Linked DNA regions of Anser cygnoides: region 2 is linked to region 1. The links are chromatin contacts, called in public Hi-C maps. All regions are on one chromosome and are shown on one strand. Each heading gives the region's core, a stretch centred on a gene start, on an enhancer-like site or on the middle of the called end of the contact. The rest is flanking DNA. Distances are from core to core; before and after follow the strand shown.

Region 1 (6,740 bases), core at 1,619-4,118:
TTAAGAGGCCTGGCAACATCTGGTTCTTAGCCCTCTGTTTGCCCTGCTTTCATGTAGAGGCATAAGAATGGCAGATCTTGAAAATTTACCTCCAGGAAGGAAGGAATGAACCTGGCTGATATAAACGTAGGTGGATTTGGAGACTGGCCTAAAAGTAAGAAAAAGTATTATGGCACAGCACTCAAGATGTCCATCTTTATGAAAGGACATTGACAAAAAAGATAGTGATACAAGAAGCCAGAGGTGAATGAAAGGAAAATGAGTCACTACTATCCTTTCATGTTTACAAACCATTAAAAAAATCAAATGAAATTTGCCCTGCAGGCACTGGAATTTTTCCTTTTGATCTAGCCAGCATTCAGGATGCTGCAGGTTGTGCCATGCACACAAATTTGTTTGCTCACCAGTAGTTTACAGAGCCTTTGCTCTCCAGGCGCATCAGAAACAAACTCCAGGGAGCTGAACTACTCGCAGTGCCAAGATGCCTCCCAGATAGGAAGCAGTCCAGGATTCTTTCCAGGATTAAACAAATGCTCTTCTCTCAGACAAAAACTCTATGTTTCTTGTTTCCTCTGCCTTTTTTTTTTTTTTTCAAGTGGAGATACACACCATTCAAACGATAGTTAACAACAGGACTTATTAAGCTTCTAGGACTCATGGCTAAGCCTAATGTGTGAAACAAACCTTGTACTTCTTCCCTGGCCATAGGGAATTCTCAGCCAGGTGTCTTAAGACTACCTGGGCTATAAGTGCTTTACCTCTCAGTCATATACACAGACTTCCTAAAGTAACAGGAACTTTAAAAACATTTTTGTGTTTCTGATTTAATGTCTCCCTCAGCAACGCAGCAGGAAAACAAGCAACGTGGGTTTGCCAAGGGAATTCATTAAATGCAATCTTTTATTCCTAAAACACTCAAACGGTTGCAGATCTCTGAAAAAAAAGTACAAAGGTGCATGCTCCTCAAGTCTGATGTTAACTTTCCCTTAGAGTCTAAGGTGCATCAGTATTGCATCTACATGGCAAGGGCTTGGCAGCTGGGGGACTCCAAAAGGGACACGCCACTGGCCAGAGCCGAGCCCATCAAGTCACTAATGCTAGTTGCACCTCTGTGAGAGCAGATTTAAGAAAGGGAAAAAAATGCTGTGCAACAGCAGCTGGGAGAGCCAGGAGTGAGCACCAGCCCTGCAGCCCTCAAGGTCAGCGCAGCAGGAGGGCAGGAGGTGCTCCAGGCACGCAGCAGCAGTTTGCCTGCAGCCTGTGGAGAGGCCCCTGGTGGAGCAGGCTGTCCCCCTGCAGCCCACGGGTCCCACACGGAGCAGATCTCCACGCTGCAGCCTGTGGAGGAGCCCCCGGTGGAGCAGGTGGATGTGGCCTGGAGGAGGCTGCGGCCCATGGAGAGCCCCCGCAGGAGCAGGCCCCGGGCCGGAGCTGCAGCCCGTGGAGAGGAGCCCACGCAGGAGCAGGGGGTCTGGGGGGAGCTGCCGCCCGTGGGGGACCCGTGCTGGAGCAGTTTGCTCCTGGGGGATGGACCCTGTGGTACGGAGCCGTGTGGGAGCAGTTCTTGAAGAGCTGCTGCCTGTGGGCAGCCCCCGCAGGCTCAGTTCAGGAAGGACGGCATCCCGTGGGAGGGACCCCGCGTGGAGCAGGGGCAGAGAGTGACCATGAGGAGACGAAGCGTCAGGGATTGACCGCAGCCCCCATTCCCTGTTCTCCTGAGCTGCTCAGGGGGGGTGTAGAACAGGGTGGACGGGGGGAAGGTGTTTTTAGTTTGCTTTTACTTCTCACTGCTCTAGTCTGTTATTGGTAGGCAAAGAATTACATTAATCTCCCTATACTGTTTTGCCTGTGACTGTAATTGGTGAGCAATCTCCCCATCCTTTTCTCAGCCCATAAGCCTTTTTTCATATTTTCTCTGCCAGCTGAGCTGTTCATTGGCATTAAACCACCACAGTCCTTTCTGGTGCCCAATGTGGGGTTTGAGGAATTTGAGATAATCAGGAGAGGTAATGGGCAAAACATGGACTGGACATTGCCAGAGTGTAATAACTGTGGAGAATTTGTGCAGCAATGTGGTGGAGGGACAAAGGGCAGGATGTTTGTAGGTTGTCTACCTGTGTCAGGTCTATGATGATATAATGATGTGGGGAATTCTTTTTGTTGGTGTGAGTGAAGATTGTCAAGATTCTGTGATTAATGTATTTTAATGATAATTCTTTTTTAAAAAAATGTTTTTTGTCGCCTCTCTCCAGCACTGATCCACGGCTACACCAAGAGACTCAACCTGAAGCAGAGCTGTCTACTGGATACCCTGCCTGTTACACTGTGGGTAGTCTACGTGCAAAGGCATCTCTAAAAAGCCTACAGCACACCAAGAAAGGCCAGCAGCTGAGCAGCACCAGCTTCAGATTGTATTTCTGAGTTTTCTGTACAGGGAACCAAACATCTTTTGGACAGGAGGGCTATTTTGAAATATAAAGCTATTCAGAGGGAACTTCAGGGCAGTATTCATGCTTTAAACAGGAGTTCACGATGTGATATAACTCAAGTTGCGGTAATGTTGCAAGATAGCCTCTAGGAGTGAGGATATAGTTAAAAAATAAATAAAAGTGCAGAAAACACCTCATGGAGACACGCCCCCCCCCCCCAACCGCCCGCCCGAGGCGCCGCCATTACACAATGCGCAGCTACAGCCGCGCGGTTGGGGACAGCTCACCCGCCCATTGGCCCACGGGCTGGCGCCGCCCATTGGCTCCCGCGCAACAACTCCCTCCCTCCGCGTCTTGATTGATCGATCCTCAGCCTTATGACTGCGCGAGGAGAACGGAGGGCGCGCTCTGATTGGCCGCGGCGCTGGCGGGCACTCTATATAAGGTTGGCGGGAGGGGCCGTCCCCTCAGTCCGCGTTCGGTCGCTGGGGGGCTGTGGAGGTAGCGCTGCACTCCGCCCACTGCGGGAAGGAACATGGCGACGCTGAAGGCCGTGTGCGTGATGAAGGGGGACGGCCCCGTGGAGGGCGTCATCCACTTCCAGCAGCAGGTTGTGGCCGGCGGCGGGCGGGAGCGACCCTGCCGGGCTGCGGTGCTGAGTCATGGCGAGGGGCGGGCGGCAAGGCCCGGCCCTCCCCTCCTCACCTCACCGCTGGGGGTTTGGGGGTGTGTGGGGATGTGACCGTTGTGACCGTTAGTGCACGAGGCACTGACCTGCCGAGCAAGGTGAGGCTGCCTATGGGCCAGTCTGTGGAGGAGGAGTGGCGTTTGGGTTGCTCGTGCTTGTAAACAGGCGGGAGCAGCCTCAGAAATAACCTGATAAATCTGTTACCTTCCTCTTTCGGGGTCTTCGAAAGCTGCCTGGGCATGGCAGTGGGCAGCCAGCTGTAGGTGGCCTTACTTGAGCAAGGGCTGGAGCAGGTGACCTCCAGCAGTCCCTTCCAACCTCAGCTGTTCTGTGGTTCCTCTTGCTTGGTGATAGCTAATAAGAACGTTCTAGGTGGCTAAATACAGCATTTCATAGAAAATCTACTTTTGCTGGCTTATGGACTCAGTTTAGCAAGGTAATTGCTTATGTTGGTAGCTGAACTTACAGCGGCGTTTTTAGGTTGTTGGTTTAGGTTGTCTAGGAAGCCTCACCTGACGTGAAGCCTTTTGCTGTGGTTGTTTCAGCAGTTATAAACTCTTTCTCTTACAGGGTAATGGACCAGTAAAAGTTACTGGAAGAATCAGCGGCTTGTCTGATGGAGATCATGGCTTCCATGTCCATGAATTTGGAGACAACACAAATGGTAAGATGTACATTCAGGCTTCTGAGTTACAGCTGTACTGTGATTGCTCACCTTTAAAGAGCTTTTAGTGTTACAGCAGCAACTAGTATTAAGGGTACTTAGGTTTCATGACTGCAAATCTGATTTAAGAAATATGGTGTTTCCTAAGGAATTGATTCTTATTAAGTACATTAAACATGTTTAGGCTAGTGTTCAAGATGTACTATATCAAGCATTAACCTAAATACTTTGACGTTCTAGTCTTAAGAAATGAGAACACTTGCATCTAAGCCTGGAACACTCTGGAATGAATAATTTTAATTTAGTGAACTTGGAGTAATGTTTGACATTGTAATAGTTCCTTATATCCAAAGGATCAGTGGACCTAGCTGGAGAGTAGCTGTTTCATTAATGATTTTACTAGTGTGGGCTACAGGAGTGCTACCCTGGTACACTGCATGAGCAGCAGATGTAAGCTGGTTATTGCAACAAGTCTACTTTGGCTGCGTTCTGTTTCAGGATGTACCAGTGCAGGTGCTCACTTCAATCCTGAGGGCAAGAAGCATGGTGGACCAACTGATGCAGAGAGGTGAGTTTGAGGGGTCTGACCTCTTACAGGTTAGCTGCATTTTTGTGCTAGGAAGGCAACTTCATGAATAATGCTGGGTTAGTTCTAGGAGAAAACTAGTACTTCCAGCGGGACTTCTGAGGTCAGTTAACAATGTTTGGTAACTGTAGGGCAGTGTTGTAGAGACCTTAGCTCCCAGAGTGTGTGAAATGTAGTTTCTAGTGCATTCTTGGTTATATTGTGGCCTGGGGAGAAGAACAACTAAGGGCTCTTGGTGAGTGTTCCTTAGGATATGAGTGAAAAGGGGAGAGAATTCATGTGTTAATACCTTATGTAGTCAGTGGTGCTCTGCTTCTGTTTTGGGGCTGCCTATTGACGACAGGCCCTAAAGCATCACCTGTTGAGCTGCACACAGGCTCTTCGTGTGGTTTAGGGGGGTCATCAGTTCTGGACCAGTGCTGTGGCCAACTTGCGGTGTTGGTCGGGCTTTCAAGCGTTTGCATCCAAGTCTGTACTTGCAGCTTCTGATGGATCAATCCATAGCGGAGCGAGCAGTTCAAGCAGGCTGGCTGCTAGCCAGCTGCCTGGCTGAGAGCAGGATGCGATGATGTGCTTACGGGCTTCACAGGCCCGCGAATGCTCCAGTGCTAAAGGTCACAGCTGCATGAACACTGTGGCTTCTGCTGGGCCTGCTTTGTCAGACCCTGCTTTTGGTGTAACTGTCTGCTCAGGCAGCTCTAGGCTGGGGATTTCTCTGCGAAGGTAAAAGAACCAGGTCATGACTGTCAGTCTGCAGTTGGGGCAGGTGGTAGTAAAATTTCCTGAAAGCTTACATCAAACAAATCCCTAAAGGGAAAACTGCCCTTGTCCTCATTTTATAGGGCTGTGTTAAAAACGTGGAACTTGCACCCTGCTCTCCAAGAAGCCGGTAGTCGGCATGTAGCTGAGCTGGTCGCCCTGTGCACGGAGAGTTTGTCAGAAACAAGCTGGTGTTGGAGGCTCTGGATCCACAGTGTCTTGCAGAACACCAGCTTCGAGTGAATGCTTTATTTGGGGTGGATGTGCAGGGAACAAGACACTGGAATGACCCGCAGGTCTGTGGAAACTGAGCTGACTGAGGATTAATTTTTAAAGCAAGATGTAGCGAACCAGCTGTGACTGGAACTGTGTAGGAGGGTGTCATGCTGTCCGTATGGAAAAACACTGGGCAAACTTGAGTTTGTCTCAGAACGATTCCTAGTGCTGGTTAGAACTCAGCCAGCTCTTATTGCGTCCCCTTTGACCTAGTGATTGACAAACCGCTTTTACTAATCCTATTTAAGCTTAAAGCCTGCGGCTGCTTGCAGAATAGCTGACTTGTGCTATACAGTAAAAGTTACGTATAGGAGCAGTGTTTATACCCAGCCTTGTATGTGCAGGAAAGGCTCAGAGACTGAACTGAGAGCTCCCTTCTAAGCAGGCAGTCACCTTCCACCAGCACGGAGGGGTTGTGAGCTGTAGAAGTTGTGTGTTGCTGGCTTACCTGGCTAGGCAACAACAGCACTTCTTCCCCCAAAGTGGGTCAGCCTGCCAGTTTCAGGTCCTCCCTAGGACCGAATTCTAATAATCCTTTGAACTGAAAGAGTTAAAGTAGTGGAAGTAATCAAGGCTCACTGGTGGTAAATGAAAACGTGTGCTGCGAAAGATAAGGTGGTGGAGTCCTGGAGTGCAGTAACCCTGGGTATTGTATGGCCCCGACCATCTGTTAGGGCTTTCGATTTAACCAGGGTTTCTGTGGGTTCCTCTGCCTTTGTGCAGGCACGTGGGCGACCTCGGCAACGTGACTGCTAAAGGAGGAGTAGCAGAAGTCGAAATAGAAGATCCCGTCATCTCTCTGACTGGACCACACTGCATCATTGGGCGCACCATGGTGGTAGGTGTCTTGCTGCCTCCTTGGGTGCTCTAAAGAGCTCCAGGGCAGCGCTGCCACTGAGTGGAGACTTCTTGATGCTGGAGGCCGCTTCCTGGTGTGCTGTATGACTTGTAGTGCAAGACTTCTGATATGGGGGGTTCTTTGGAGCCTTGCCTGAAAATATTTTATGTATTAACACTTTGTAACCATGAGATATTAATTTGCTTCTGGCCTTCTTGAGGATATTTTTCTCTGTTTCAGTTCGCTTCTGGTTGTGCATGATTAAAGCAAACTGAGCTGAGGAAGGAACTGGCAATGCTGCCACTGAAAAGCCTGGCAGTGGTCACTTCCCCCTGGGGCTTTGTGCGCCTCTCCTGCACCGGACTTGGTCTGATGACCAGGCACAGGAGATGGGTGGGGTAACAGCGCTGGGCTCTGCGCCTTCACAGCAGTGGTCAGCCTTGTGCTGCGAGGGTGAACTTGGGTTGCGAGTCCAAGTTTGTCCCTGGATTTGTAATAAC
Region 2 (7,251 bases), core at 251-2,750, 220 kb after region 1:
AAGACCAGTTTCAAGTGCTACAAATCAGATAAAACCAATATAATGGCAGACCTTCATTTTCTAGACAGTTTTTGACTGTAAAACAGTTACATAGGAGTACACATTCGGTCTTAAGATTTGCTTTTACCTGCCTTCTCGAGGAAAGAGAACACCAGCCAATGCACCTCAGACCTCTGCTTAAGTTCTGCTTAAACCCCCGTGCCTGTGTTCTCTGCTGATGACACGCACCTCCAATAGTTTGGAGCCAGGCATATTTTATATTACCTATGACTGCAGGTAGTCAGCAGACTGCAGGTATTACTTATGACTGCAAGGTCTTTTTCTGTTGTCTAGAGCAGAGCACATATGTACTCACTTCTGAGAAACTGAGAAGGAACCCTCCTGTGTTGTTTACAGGAATTTTCACAGGATGTATGCTCTTTCTTATACAGGTGACCCTGCTACTTTCCTTTTCTAGGATTTGTCTAACATTACACAGATGGTGCAGCTACAACTTCAGCGCCACGATGCTAGCAGCAGCAACACAGAAAGCTGCTCTGGAACAAGGTGCAGAAACAGCTCTCCCTACGCGCGCTAAGAACGTTAACAGCAGCATTCTTCAATATGACGCCTGGAGAGCGAGGTTTATCTTAGCGATAAGACTCCTGCCTTTACCTTTCAATCGAGTCAACGCTGAAACAGAATAAATCCCTCTTGTAGTCAAGATGCTTCGGGGTGCATCTGTAGATGTTGCCGAGCGTCATTGAGCAGCCAGAGCAGAACAACGTTTCAATCATGCTTTAAGGAAAACACATAACGCTTACGCAGGAAGAAAAATAAAGACAGAAAGCCCCCGGTGCCCACCCTTATTCAAAAAAGGGGTCACCCACTGTGACTTGGTTTTAGAGCATTCAGGGCTCCTTCGCGCCTGCCCCCCCGGCGCCGCGCCTCACCATCCGCACTCGCCGGGCCGCTTGGACAGCTTCTGCTCCTTGTCCACCGAGACGCTGGCGGAGGCACCTGCGGGGAGGCGAGGGGAGAGGTGACCAACGGCCGCCAACGGTCGCCAAGGGCCGCTAAGGGCCGCGCCCGGCACTCACTGCGCAGCAGGACGCAGCCCGTCTCCTCGTCGTTGGTCACCCAGCTCAGCGTGTCGCCCACGGGCCGCTTGCAGCCGGCGCACAGGAACACCATGGGCATCAGGTCCTCCTCGTCGCCCTCCGCCTGCCCGGCCGGCGGTGGCTGCGGCTGAGGCTGCGGCCGCCTCCCCGCCGCCGCCGCCGCCGCATCCCACCCGCCGCCCACCTCCAGCAGCGACGAGTCCAGCTCCGCCATGCCGCCCGCCTTCGAAATGCCCGCGCCGGAAACGGCCGTGACGCGCTTCCGCCCGCCAGCCGGAGCCAATAGCGTCCTCGGGGGGGCGGGGACTCTGCTTGTGGACACGCCCCCTTCCGTAACCACGCCCACTCTTGCACATGGCCACGCCCCCTTCGTGGCCACGCCCCATTGGGCGCGTCTCCCAGGTGTGGCCCCGCCCCCTGGTGCTTAGGCCCCGCCCCCTCCAGCCCCTGCCTTGAGGCAGCCCCAAAATGGCGGCCGGGGCAGGTCGCTGTGAGGGGGTTTCTGTACAGGGTGTGCCCCATGGGGCCTGGCGCGCTGCCCTCTGTCAGGGGGACCTTAAAATTCCTCTCTAAGCACACTGTGCCCAGAAATTCCCCCAACCAACCTCTTCCCCGTAGCTCCCCAGGGTGCCTCGTTGGTTTCTCAGTCTCCACGACCCCGTTGGCATGCGTCCATCCCATCCCCAGCCTGCTTGGCTGAGCGCTCCCCATGTCCCTGCCAGCCCCAGGCGTGCTAGGAACACCCTAACAGCCCTCCGGGGAGCGAGGGTCACGCCTGAAGGCGGCTGTCCCTCTTCTGTCAGGCTTCGATATCAATTTCTGCCAAGCGCTGTCCGGCACCAAGGCAGTCCTTGAGCTGCGGGGTGATTTACACAGGCATTGCTTACGCAACCTCTTTCTGAGGGCGCTGAAGCACAATGAGGGGAAAAAAAAAAAAAAAAAAAAAGTATTTGGTTGGAGTACTGAGCTGGTTTAAAATGCACTCCCGACATGGCCAACAGAACCAACTCGTCTGAGTACTTTTGGTCCTATGAGTATTACTGGGACTACATAGACCCGATCCCAGTGGATGGAAGGAAGCTGAAGGTTAATAAATGTAAGTACTGCTGAGCGGTAGGTGCCGATCCAGCACAGGAAAAAACAGCGGGCAGAATGTTGCAGAGCTTGTCGCCCTGACTTGATTTTGCTTCTTTGTAAGAAAGAGTTATGTGTACGTGGTCTGTATGGACTGCGTGCCCAACTGCCTTACCTGCGCTGTGCCCCAGCAGCACTTACTGCTAGCAGTGCAGCTCTTTGCTGTGCCTCACAGTGCTTCAAACTGTAAGGCTGCTGGTATTAACTCTTATTTAGAAGGACAGATTATTTTTAACCATTTGCTAAGTGTAAACCTTATGCCGTGCAAACCTGTAGTGTGGGGTGTGAGCTACCTGCTTGCTGCTCCCAGAAAAGTTGACTGCATGAGCACAGTTTTTTGTAAGACTACCCTGTTTTGTCTTGGGACGTACGGCTTATATTACAACTGATAAATATTTAAAACCTTGGTAAAGGAAGACGTTTGTGTTTCCACTAGCCAGGAACAACAAGCTGAAAATATATTCTATTGTTTTTCCTCCTGTGATTTACTGCTACTGAATTGTAAGATGAAGTAGTAATATACGTTATCATCTAAACACTTGTTGCCATGAAAGCTGATTCTGCTGGATTTAGGAGTTTATTTTCAAAGTGCCTAATGTGACATAATATTCTCTGAATTCAGCTAGGGACAGCTAATTCAATTTCATACTTGGTTTTGCACAATAGCATAGCGATGTATTTTTGCTATTAAGTCAATGTTTTTCTAATGTAACTGCGTTGGTTTGGGTTTACTAAAATAAAATCAGTTGTGTCATGAGGGATTAACTTAAACAGTTATAGCTGGATGGATTGATGAAGATCAGGAAGAATATATAGGCATGTTTGAGCCGCTAAGGCTGTGGGCAATGCTGTCCTGCGATTCCTATCAAGTCTCTCCCTGTGGTTGTATCCTTGTCTGAGTGATACAGCTGTGGGCTTTACTGGTCCGTATTCAGTTAACTGAAGAAAACTGCAACTACATGGGTATGGTAGTCACTGCCTCTAGAAAAGCTTTTTTGTCCACTCTGATGAGCTTAGCATTTATTGCCTCCAACTTTTGGTACCAAAAGTAACATACCTTAAATAAGGTGGTGTAAATATCCACAGCCCTCCGTATATAAAATCCTGCTCTAGAATACTGCAGAGCAACATTTGGTGCTGCTGGGAACAGGCAGGTTATGAGCAGCTTTACACCACTTTTCTAATTCTCGTAATTTTAAAGTTACGGCAGATAATTGCCCCCAGATTGCTCCAGGAAACCTCTGAAATGCCAACTATAGCAGGCTGTAAGTCCCCTGTATGTGGCTGGCTTAGCAGAATTCAGGAATCTCAACTTTTTTTTTTTTTTTTTCCTCATTAATATCATGTTTTTAACATATGGAGTCCCTGATAGATAAGAGGCGTGGAGTTTGTGTTGCAGCATTTCCCTCCATGGTCATTTATAGGATATTTCTCTTTACCCAGCTGCCTGTTTTCTTGAAACTTGTAGAAGTTTTGCTTCTGTGAGAAGATGCTCCCCGTCTGTTAAATTTAATTGAAATTCATTGATAGTTTCATAGAGGAAATCACCACATACCTATTTGAGTGCTTATGAGTGATCTCATAAGCCTTATTTCAATTAAAAACAAAACAACAACAACAAAACAGAGTAAACCATTCTCTTACTGATTTTTTTTGTATTCGTTCTCTCACCCTGAAGACAGAAGGAAGTCTGACACCTGTCAGGTCTTTTTGTATTCTGAGGAGGTGACTTATGTGACCATACTTTGTGTTTACACATCCAATCTGCTCCTTCAGCATCTTCAGCTCATTGACTGAATAACAAAGGAGTGGAGGCCTCCCAGATATAAAATCTCCTACAAGTTCCTACAGCTGATGGTTGAACAATGGAGGAAGAACATTGTGAACGAAGACCTCTACTGACCAAAAAGCTGCAGGCAGAGATCGTGCCCTGTTAGGCACCAAGAAAATTGCCCTTAGGCTCAGCATTGAGAAACAAATCTGCAGGAAACCAGGCTTCCGTATTTCAGCTGCCCATCTCCCAGGCAAAGAAGAAGAAGAAAGAGGAAATAGTATGGTGTGGGATATACTATTTTTCTTCTCTGCAGGCTAATGTTAAGGCAATTTGTGTCCCCTGGGGTGGCTGCTTATGTAAGGTATTTCTAGGCTGCGTGCCAAAATGGAGCTCTGCTCCGTGATTTGTGACTTTAAAAAGCCCACGTTGGCTGTATCAATTTCTAAATTACAAATGTTGGGTTTGGTTTCCTGATAGGCAGGGAAGTTAAACTGATGGTTTGGGGGTTTTGTGCTTCCTATAAAAACAGACATTTTTCCGTGTCAGCGGTCCAGGAGGAATGAACACTGCGTCATCTTAGTACTTTTATTCTTCCTTCTCCAAATACCATTGGGACAGCAAGCTATAATAATTTTGCAGCTGGTTAGTTTCTTCCTTGCTTTGAGTAAAAGGGCTAGTCAAGCAATGAAGATACTTCGTAGGTTTTCCCATCTTTACAAAATCTTTACATTCATATATTGTCAAAAACTGCTGTTGGATTATTGTCTTCATGTGCTTGGAACTCTGTAAACAAACTAGATTCAGCAAATCCTTGCCCTTTGTGCTGAAGATGATATGTGATAATTTCTCCTTAGATAGGGCCATAAACATTCCAAGTTTGGCAAAATGTGTGATATCTCTAGTATTAAAATATCCACTGGCTTGACGTTCCAGAGGGCCTCTGGTGATCGACTGCAATGGGACTTGAGCACTTGTTTAGTTGCATTGCAGAATCAGCCCAAATAAATTACACATTTGTCATAACCCTTGGGATGGAATGATAACTCCCTAATTCTATCTTGCCCTATATTTTTTTTTTTAGTTAATGTAAAACAGAGTCCTGAATCTCTGCACTTTCTTTCTTCTGTTATGTGGCCTGCCCCTGAAGCATGGTGAGAACATGTTTGTCTCATGAAAATGAGCCTAAATCCAGCTATAAAGACTTGGTCTTGCTTTCTGTTAGTAGCATTGTGCACTTCTATCTATTTTGAATAAAAATAATAAAAAGCTTAATTGGCCCATGAACTAATTTGATATTTAAAACATATACACACCCATACAAAAGGTGACTGTAAAAGTTAGCAGTCGAAGAGCTTTTTATAGATTGTTAAAATATGTTATCCCAGTTCAGAAAAATCCTAATTGCAAGGCTTTAAAAACAGTCAGGAAGTTTCTGTTTATCCCTCGTGAGTTCAAATTTCCCCTGAGATCTGAAACAAATTCAATTAGCTTCAGTGAATTCCATGGATCATACTAAAACTGCTCTTAAAAGATGAAAATAAAATAGCTTTGGTATGGAGTGCTATAAATTCCAGCTCTTCACTTCTGTCCACTTGGCTTTGAGCACTTAAATACTGAGCTTTTCAAAATATTCCTGGATCATGAGCTTTTTGGTTTTGGTTTAGTTTTTTTAAACGGAAGTCAACAATTCTCCCTTGAGGAGCTGGGACTGGCCAGTAGCACCCAGTCACTGTCTCCCCTAATTTTTGGAATTATTTGCCCTCACATCCTAACTTACCTTCCTCTGAATTAAAGCTCAGGAAAACTTTGTTTAAAAGAGGGAGCATAAAATAAGCTGATGCTCCAGAAGTCATTTTGCACGTTCTCATTTCTCAGTAGCCCAGCCAAAATTCAGCTCTCTGATAAGACTTCCGCTGGGTCAGCTCTAGTTTAAGGTTTAAAGGAGCTAGAATCACTCCCCCTAATCTCTTGGTGGCTCTGATGACAACACGTTCTGAACTTTTTCACAAAGAAACACCTAATCAAACATACTGGACCTGTTTCAAAGAACATGAATGTTTTTTGTCCTTTGAGATAGAAGATTTATTTTATCCTGGTCAATATTTGTCTCTGGAGTCAATGACCCTTCTTTTTCACCTCAGTCTAAGTGGGTAGCCAGTGATGAATTCAGGGCATTTCTCGGCTTGTGCCCTGCCCAACACCCAGCCTTTCCAAGGCTTTAACTGGGAAGTTCACCACTGCTCTGATCCCAGGAAGGAGCATTTTGAACCAGTGACCAAATGTGCTACTGGGGCAGGAACAGATTCATCCCATATAATAGCAAGCCCATAACTGAGGCAGTAATTTCAGCATTTCCTTAATTCCCTAATCCATTAAATTCATTCATTTCCTTAATTCATTAAGGACCAGCTCCCAAAACTGTTTCTGAGCCCCATTTGCACTATTTTTTTTCTTTCACTAATTTAAAAAACAAACAAAAACAAGTTTTCATCTGGATCGGAGATAGCAGCGGCAGGACCTTAGGTTGATTTAAACCAATTCTGAACACGTACTTCAGTGCTAGGAATCCACTTACTTGTTCCTTAAAGAAACCAGTCCTGGTGAAGTAGGCTTCATTTTGAACAATTTCATGATGATGACAAGTATTACAGCTGGACAGGGGACAGTCCACAGTCTCTTCCACTGGACTGTTGTGTTAGGAGTGCTTTTCAACATGCTTTCCTGTGTGAAAGTCCAATATTTCTTAGTAGAAAATATTTTCAAAGCTAGAATTCCCTCCCTAAAAGCATCCTCTTAAGGGTCACGTGTAGTACCTTTTCACCGGAGGGCACGATATGGCTATACACGGAGCAGCAGCAGCTCAGTCTTGAGTGCAGCACTGCTGACAGCACTGTGGTTTTGTACAAGGAACTGTGTTCCCTGCAAACAGCCAAAATGGAAAAACATCCTAAGTACTCAGGATTACCTTTCAAAAATATGCATAGTCCTAGTCACCATCACACTTACTCCATTTTTTCCAGCCTTTCCCCAGCCCTGGCCATATACTCTCACAATAAATTGTTAGGAGGCTCTTAAGACTTTTAGCAAATTGGCACTCGCACTCCCCTCTCTCAGGGGCTTAATTAAGTTGAATTAGTTCCATGACACACCTTTCTTACAGATCATAAACTATATTGCTGCATTTTGCATTTGCTGTGTTACCAGTGACAGAATTACTGTGTTGTGTTCACAGATTCTATTGTC

Evidence for each region. A called contact is a pair of places that touch in the nucleus more often than the background predicts.
Region 2: a contact with region 1 is called in a Hi-C map of liver, with 2.3 times the contacts expected there. The contact joins the promoter of MIS18A here to the promoter of SOD1 in region 1. A contact is called at or near these places in 2 of 7 Hi-C or Micro-C datasets (both in liver).

The regions. Positions count from the first base shown.
Region 1 is chr1:112,635,308-112,642,047 of Taihu_goose_T2T_genome, forward strand. It overlaps SOD1 (superoxide dismutase 1), which reads left to right and starts at 2,869. Exons shown (of 5, transcript XM_013192917.3): 1 at 2,869-3,039; 2 at 3,688-3,781; 3 at 4,280-4,349; 4 at 6,126-6,240. The coding sequence starts at 2,965.
Region 2 is chr1:112,857,638-112,864,888 of Taihu_goose_T2T_genome, forward strand. MIS18A (MIS18 kinetochore protein A) reads right to left here and starts at 1,501. Exons shown (of 5, transcript XM_048071514.2): 1 at 1,080-1,501; 2 at 933-999; 3 at 655-777. The coding sequence starts at 1,314. It overlaps MRAP (melanocortin 2 receptor accessory protein), which reads left to right and starts at 1,571. Exons shown (of 3, transcript XM_013192843.3): 1 at 1,571-2,196; 2 at 7,241-7,251. The coding sequence starts at 2,091.